2 separate regions of the Mus musculus genome follow, and region 2 is linked to region 1. Evidence: chromatin contacts called from public Hi-C data. All regions are on one chromosome and are shown on one strand. The core of a region is the stretch at or near the end of the contact, and the rest is flanking DNA. Distances in the headings are between cores, read along the strand shown. Region 1 overlaps Iqgap2 (IQ motif containing GTPase activating protein 2). Region 2 overlaps Iqgap2 (IQ motif containing GTPase activating protein 2).

Region 1 (4,048 bases), core at 768-3,267:
GGCTAGGCACAGCTAGAAAGTTACGTTTGCACTGGGTGAGGAGGGCACATTCAGAAGGTCATTGACAACAGTGACCCAAACTGGGAACTCTCTTTAGATGCTACTCTGCAAAGGTTTAAAGACCTTAAAGACCTCAGGGGCTTTTATCTTGGAAAGGTGCTAGAAGAGGGGATGGTGACTTGGGCTGTGACTCAGTGGTAGAGAATGTGCTTAGTTTGTTTATGTTTCATCCACAGCACAAACAGGAGGTAGGGATGGTAGGAGACACAGGTAACTCCCACAGGAGGATAAGGAACTGTGGATGATGCAGGCCGGCAGCTTGCTCTGGCTTCTGCAATGCTAGAACCCCAAGTGTGGTGATCTTTGTCTACCCATTAGGCCTTGGAGCTCTCTGTTGCTCCATCTGTGTTTCAGACAGTGGGCTGTCTTCCAGCAGCCTCTTTGTGCTGAGGTCCTATGACTAACTAGGTCTTTAGACTACTAGCTTCCAGTTGAGGAATGGCATGTTTGGCTATTGCAATTTCAAAAAAAAAAAATTTTTTTTTTAGTAGGATCCACACATAGAGCACACACATAAATGTTCTAAAAGCCACATTCTAGAAAGAATCATATGAAATCATTTCTCATCTTTCCATTTTTTCCAGTGTTTATTTACACATTTAAAATAATGACACATGATGAGTGTTCCTATTTATAGAATGTAGTGTGACATTTTGATACATGGGTGCCATATGCAGTGGTCAGATCAGGGTCACTGACAGGTCCGTCACCACGCTCATATGCCAGTGATTTTTTTTTTTTTTTTTTGGTTGGGAGCAGAATTGTTTAGTAATTGTGTTCTATTTAACTCAATGTATTAAAAACATTTTCATTTCTTATAGAAATGAATGGAAGAGATTGTTAAGGAGGTATTGTGCATCTGTGCTAAGTCTTTAGCTTAGAATGTGTGTCCTGCACTCACATCTGTCTGTCTGGTCCAGCCAGGTTTCAGGGGCTCAGTGGGATGTGATGGCCAGCAGCTGCCATCTTGTGCAACATAGTTCCCATGTGATGGCCAGCAGCTGCCATCTTGTGCAACATAGTTGCCATGGTTACAGGTGTGCTCCTCACCATCTGTCAGACCCCAACACAAAGGGCTGTTTACATGAAGTCTTTCTGTCAAACTGTTTCCCTTTTAAAAATTAAAACAAAACAAAACAAAACAAAAAAACCCTATAAGGATTACATAATTTGCACTGACCCACGCAGCTCATAAATCATAAACAGGAACTGTGAGGGGGTGGGGTGCGGGGAGCTCCAGGTAGCCTTCGATCTGCCCGATCTGCCTGTCCACAATGCCCTGTGCCCTTGAGCACATAGTAGGGAGGGGAAGTTGAGATCCCTGCACTTGAAGCAGGTGCCGGCTTAGATATAGACCGTGAAGGTAGAATTTTGACAATGAATTCCACAGGCCTGACGTCATCTAGAATTCCAAGAACAAAAAACAAAGTTATTTGTGCAATTTGTCCTTCAGCAACTCGTGAGCAAATAGTTTTCAGTCGCGATGGAAGCTGATATAAATGATGTCACGTAATTGTTAATTAGCAGAACGTAGCTGCTAGAACGTTGTTTCAAATAAGAATCACTCAGGGTCGACAGTTTTTTAAAATCATTCAAAGGTTTTGTTTTCAACTCCGTGTTTCTGCCTGAAAGCCAGGCATGGGGGAGCGTGCCTGTAATCCAAACATTTAGGATCTCAAATTTGAGGCCAGCCTGGGCTAGATGCTAAATCTCGGTCTAATTCATTCCTGATGATGATTAGAGGAAGCTGGGGTATGTGTGTGGGAAGGGACATGCAGCTTCCTGAGGCCTGGCCACCTCAGGAACACTGCCTGCCATCTCCCACGGGGCTATAATTAGCTGTGTACCCATGTTTGACTCTCTGGAGTCTTTAGTTGTGCATTCTCAGACAGCCTGAAAATCCCTGGCAGGCAGGGGTCACGGGGCTAGAGGAAATGGCTCTGCAGAGACCCTGGAGAAGGGAGAAGAGGAAGCTGTGTCTGTCAGGCACGCTCACTCTTCTTGTGAAGACGTGGCATAAATAGGAAATGGGAAAGGCCACATTTGCAAATGGCTTACTGGATCTTCTCCCATTTTTAAAATCTCACATTTGGGGTTAACCAGGACTGATTCAGGAGAAAGCCCCCCTTGTGGCTTCGGAATATGACTTATTTTCATTTCCAGTTTCATGCTGCATGAACAGTTCCTGCTGTGGATAAGGAAGAAAGTTATTCTCTCTGACAGCACTGAAATTCAGTAGAGGACCAGGGCTGTGATAAGAGCAAGCAGCAGCTCTGGCCTGTGTGTAGCTCACCAACTACTGCTGATGTTTCTGTCTTCTGGGAGATGAGAGCCTTTTTCAAACAAAATACTTCCCACCATGGCTAACGGTGGTCAAATGAGAACGGTTGCCCTTTTGCATTTTTTTGTCTTGTTGCTGTGTGGCTTCTATAGTATGAAGGTTTGAATTCAGGGCCCTCACACATGTTCTACAGAGATACATCCCCAGCCCCCCCCTTCGATGTAATTACATAAGCCAACCCCTAATTAAAAGGGACAGCCAGTTGCTAAAGAGCACCTATGGAAGAATGAATGGGTCAGCACTTCCAGGGTGGTTTGTCAGCCCTAAACTTGTCTAAAACAGCTCTCCTGTTCTCGGTTCCATGCATGCACATGTGTGCATGCACACGTGGACACACACACACACACACACACACACACACACACACACACACGGCTCTATCTGCCAGTCTCCTATGTCCCTTTGCTGGGCTCACCAAAAGCCTGTAGTTTCCAAGGCTCTCAGGTGACTTCTGCTTCCACTGGCCTTCCCACTGGCCTATACCTTTTCTGATGGAGCAAACGAGGCAGTTTAGTTATGATGTATCCACAGGCTCAGAAGTCAGTTAGGCAGGCCTTCCTATGTCCTTTCCAGCAGCAGGAATCTTATGACATAGTTGTGTGCAGTCCTGAGAGACTAAACTCACTGTCTTAAGCATCTAAAGCCCAGACGCTGCTTATCTGGCATCTGCAGGCTCTTAGGCGTTTTTGCGCAAGAGCACTTTAGGGAATCACGGAAGCGGCTTAATGTATTCCTATGAGAGAAACAGAGTTTTATGTATCCTAACTGCTGTCTGAACATCCGTCTCTTTTGTTCTCCTTTGTAAGGACCAAAAAGCTGATCATCGATGTGACCCGGAACCAGCCAGGGAGCACGCTGACTGAAATCTTAGAGACCCCAGCAACTGGGCAGCAGGTGACTGGTCTTCACATAATAAGTTAATAGATAGATGGCGGTGGTCTTCGTGTCCACACCAAATAGTCACTGTCACATAGAAACATACATGTCTGAAGTCCCTTAGTGTAGACGACGGACTTCATATCTGAAGCCCACATGGAATATCAGTAGGAGAGAAGTGGAAGATGCTTTCTCAAATGTGTACCGGGTGTTATTTTTTTTTCCTACAGTAGGAATCCAGTTCTATATGTGCAGAGCCTCTTGATGTGAACCATAAGCTTTGTCATGCAGTAGATGACTGGATACATCAGTGAAGAAACCGTGCTGTTGGATAGGATGTCAAAATCCTTGTTGTGTATCTGCTAACTTAGAAGAGAGACGATATCTCACACACACAAAAAAAAAAAAAAACATGCATCCAAAGTGAGAGTCTGAGGCCATGGTGTCCTGGTGCCTTTACATGGCTACACACAACTCAGGCTTCACGACAGTCTGAGATTAAACATTTTACTAACATCTTTTAGGTTGCATCATTAAACTGGACATCGTGGCATAGTGCCATTAATCCCTATATCTGGGAAGCAGAGACAGACAGATTTCTGTGGTCTGAGGCTAGCCTGCTCTACATAATGAGTTCCGGGATAGCCAGAGCTACATTAATTAGGTGCCTGTAGTACCAGCACTGGACAGAAGGCTCAGGAGGCCAAGGCCAGGCTGGGCTGTCTCAACAACAACAAAAGAAAAAAATTACTCAGTTCATTCTGAAATAAA
Region 2 (3,940 bases), core at 781-3,280, 81 kb before region 1:
CCGCGGTGGGATACATATTTGTGACATTGTAACTGTGGGTTATACATAACACAGCCCCCAAAACAATAATCTAAGGGAACCTAGGAGCCATTTACGTGGCTTTCCTGAAAGCCAATGAAGAGCAGGTGGGCATGCTCATTGTCATATGCATCCCGTGTCCAAAGCACATCTGTGCCGTGCATGCGATGCCGGGAGCTCACTCTACCCTGTGTTTGCCAACAGAACTACTTGGCCCACGAGGAGCTCCTGATTGCCGTGGAAATGTTGTCTGCCGTTGCTCTGCTAAACCAGGCCTTGGAGAGCAGTGACCTCGTGGCTGTGCAGAACCAACTCAGAAGCCCCACCATAGGCTTCAACAATCTGGATGAGGCACACGTGGACCGGTAAGGAGCACTTCCCGGATGCTCTTTCAGGGTGGAAAAAAAAAGTGCTTGGCAGATCCCCCCACCCCCACCCCCAAGTGGAAAAGTCCACATGTCCTGCTTGCATTTTCTCAAGAGCGGTCTGCTCTGCCACAGGGGCTTCTTTATCCTCCTCTCCTAGAGACAAAATTGTCATCTTGTATTAACAACTGACTTTATTCCAAGTTGATACCTAGAGGAGCTGTGAAAATACATCAACCAAAGAGTACACATGGTGGGACTCGTGACTCCAGCTGCATATGTAGCAGAGGATGGCCTAGTCAGTCATCAATGGGAGGAGAAGCCCTTGGTCCTGTGAAGGCTCTAAGCCCCAGTGTAGGGGAATGCCAGGGCCAGGAAGCAGGAGTGGGTGGGTTGGTGAACAAGGGGAAGAGAGGAGGGGATAGGGGATTTTCGGAGGGGAAACCAGGAAAGGGGTTAACATTTGAAATGTAAATAAATAAAATATCTAATTTTAAAAAAAGAAAGAAAGGAAAGGGAAAAGAAAATACACCTTCCTGAATAGGGGAAGGATCGCTGCCCCACAAGGGATAGGAACTCTACAGGAAGACTAACAGTCAACTAACCTGGACCCACTGGGCTCTCAGAGTCTGAACATCCAACCAAAGAACATACATGGGCTGGACCTAGGCCTCCCTGAACATATGTAGCTTGGTCTTCAAGTGGATCCAGAGCAACTGGCATGGAGGGCTATCCCAAAAGCTGTCCCCTGTGTGTGGAATATGTTCTACTAGCTGAGCTGCCTTGTGTGGCCTCAATGGGAGAAGCACCGAGTCTCCCAGAGACTTAAAGTGCCAAGCTGGGAAGGGAAGATATCCAGGAGGGCCCACCTGCTCAGAGGAGAGGGGGAGGGTGGAGGAGAGAAGAATTGTAGGAGGGGGTGACTAGGAGGGGGCAGTGAGTGAGATGTAAAGTGAATAAGTAAAAAAATTAAATTTTTAAAAAAGAAGAAAAAAGTACACCTTCCTTCCAGCTTCTTTAGGAAAGTTAGAAGTAGCTGTATATACAATGTATCCATTCTATTGACAAGGAAACTTCTAAGGTTATGAACCTTAAGTGGAGCCCCAAACTCTCTCCAGTGGTTGTTGGCCTAAAAGAGCCTTGTAAGCCCTTTCGTTTTGGGGTCCCCGATAGCTGCATTTGCTAGTCAGGCGGACGACTTCAGTGGATCTACAGAGAGTGCTAAGGCTGGAATTAAAAGACAAATGAGAGGTTTGTTCTTTCTCTTTGCTTCTGGATTCTGAGGGCAGGGCCTTAGCACACTTGCAAAGCACTCAGCCCTGGAATGAGAGAGAGATCAGATAGGAAAAAGGAAAGGAGATGAGTGGCCCCTAAATTGCTGTGACCACCAGGGGGAGATGTCTACCCAGATCCTGATGAAAATTTAGCCAGTGATTCTAAACTGGCTCCAGATGGAGAGCTAGAGCTGCATCACGCGCAATTGCAAAGGAAACTGAAAGAGTTCTTAGATTCTGAGGAAATGGTGACAGGTCACTTGAGCATGCACAAAATGGCAGAAAAGAAGCGTCTTCCTGAAGACGCTTCCCTCCTCCTGATCTCTATGAACAAAACCCCTTGCTCTCTCAGGCAGTGACTCCTCCCTCCACTCCTGTCAATCACAGCACCCCTTGCTCTCTCAGGCAGTGACTCCTCCCTCCACTGCTCCTGTCAATCACAGCAGACGCTGCTCCAAGCTTAGAAATCTGTCTGATGTCAAGTTTTCTTCTGCCCCTGGCCAGCACCTTCTGTGCCCAGCTGATCTCTGTGTCCAGTCCTCAGCTAAAGGCTCCCTCTCCAGGGACCACCGTCATAGCAGTGTCTCTCCCTTTGTGCAGTAGCAGTGTCCATGATGAAGCTCCCACCTCTTTCTTCTCCTCCTCAGGTCGCCAGTCACACTTATCTAACCAACTTCTGAGCCCTCCTGATGCTGGAGTATGAGTCACAGCTGCTCGCTCCTTGGAGAGTTACATGTAACCGTGACTCTTAGCAAAGCAATTGTCAAACATACCGGGCCACCTGCCCTCTGACTGACAGTACTTCTCCCATCCAGTACTCTAGCCGTCCACTCTGTTGATCAAAATTGCCCCCATCTACAAATACCACTTAAGGAAAGGGACTCGCTCCATTCGAGAGCCACATTGCCTGCACGAGCCAAGTTCATGATATAATAATAACTTAAGGACAGGGGTCACCCTGGCATAGTGGCACACACCTGTGATTCCAACATGAAGGCACAGAGGCAGGAAGATGAATTCAGAATTCTCCTTGACTATATAGCAAGTTTGAGGCCAGCTCAGGCTACATGAGACTATTTCAATATGAAAATATTACATATATCTGTATGAGTATGTGTGTGTATATATATGTATAATTTATACAATTACACACACACACACACACACCACCACCACCACCACCACTACCATCACCACTACCAACATTAACAACAATAACAGCAAAGAAGAACAGTCTTGTTTTAGTGCATAGTTGAACCCCTCTGGTCCAAATCCAAGTGGCATCATGGTTTTAGACTTCTATGGGATATATAACAGAGGGGCCAGCAGGCCCAGTGTTGTTAGTGCTGGCCTGGCTGAAGCATATATATATATATATATATATATATATATATATATATAAATGTATATTTATGTGTGTGTGTGTAGTGTGTGTGTATTATATATATATATATATACATATATGTATGTATGTATATGTATATATTATATAGGCTGAAGCATATATATATATATATATATTATAACACACACACACACACACACTGCAGCGATGACTTTGTACTGAAGAGCCTTCACTTGAGGGGACTGTGAAGTCCTATGGGCTCCTTCCTAAAACTTCCCTTTGGCTCAATGGCACACATTTCTAAGGGGATCCTGGGTGTTGTCTATTCCAGTCCTTAAGGATTCCTACAGAGCCATCACTTATATTTTTATTAAGTCTACAAGAGGCCCCGAAAGGCTTTGTACATTCTTAAAGAATGGCCTTGGTCTCTGAGGAAGGCTAGCCAGTACAGATCTCCAGGAGTCCCTGCTGTTGGTTTCATCTGTGCTACTTGTTAGATGTCAGTAACATAACTTCTTTGTGACTTTGTGAGGCAAAATTCTCAAGCACAATCCCTGGCCCATTTCGGCCTACTTTGGCCTACTTTGGGTTGGCCTCCATTGGTGTCCATCATTCGTCATCACTGCTTCCTGTTTTGCAGAACTTTTTTTCTTCTTAAGCTACATTGTATAAAAGACACCTCAGTGTCACTGGTAGCATGAAGAACTTTGGGGACTTTTGTCGCCTCCAGGGAAACACTTAGGCTCGTTGCAGTATTCTTTTTAGCTTCCTTTGCTCACAGGCATCAGGGGCTACAGACAGAAGCCACAGGTGAATTGTGTACCTAAAAAACTGCTCTTCATTTCCTTGGTAACAAAAGATGAAACAGTACAGATTCTTGATTTTATTTTTTCTTTTTTGGCCAACTGGTTCACGTTAACTGTATAATTTTCATTGGT

What was found. A called contact is a pair of places that touch in the nucleus more often than the background predicts.
Region 2: a contact with region 1 is called in a Hi-C map of the HPC-7 cell line, with 2.3 times the contacts expected there. The contact joins two enhancer-like sites. A contact is called at or near these places in 3 of 39 promoter capture datasets (the HPC-7 cell line, liver and neutrophils), 2 of 15 datasets of contacts at CTCF or cohesin (CD8 T cells and the G1E-ER4 cell line), 7 of 484 Hi-C or Micro-C datasets (the C10 cell line, CD8 T cells, the HPC-7 cell line and 4 more), 3 of 115 datasets of contacts at active chromatin or transcription factors (the HPC-7 cell line, acute myeloid leukemia and embryonic stem cells) and 3 of 9 other capture datasets (adipose tissue, embryonic stem cells and liver).

What each region holds. Positions count from the first base shown.
Region 1 is chr13:95,636,965-95,641,012 of GRCm38.p6, reverse strand. Iqgap2 (IQ motif containing GTPase activating protein 2) reads left to right here. Exons shown (of 36, transcript NM_027711.1): 31 at 3,208-3,295. Among named protein-coding and RNA genes, the nearest start is that of Gm52063, 5.3 kb to the left of the region's middle. Within about 2 kb of position 2,017, at least 41 of the 459 cell types and tissues checked have an H3K27ac peak or open chromatin away from gene starts, as enhancers often do. A contact at or near this core is called in the G1E-ER4 cell line and the HPC-7 cell line, where this site is marked.
Region 2 is chr13:95,717,956-95,721,895 of GRCm38.p6, reverse strand. Iqgap2 (IQ motif containing GTPase activating protein 2) reads left to right here. Exons shown (of 36, transcript NM_027711.1): 11 at 223-383. All of the region lies in intron 1 of Gm52062 (a long non-coding RNA gene), which reads right to left. Among named protein-coding and RNA genes, the nearest start is that of Gm52062, 14 kb to the right of the region's middle. Within about 2 kb of position 2,030, at least 80 of the 459 cell types and tissues checked have an H3K27ac peak or open chromatin away from gene starts, as enhancers often do. A contact at or near this core is called in the G1E-ER4 cell line and the HPC-7 cell line, where this site is marked.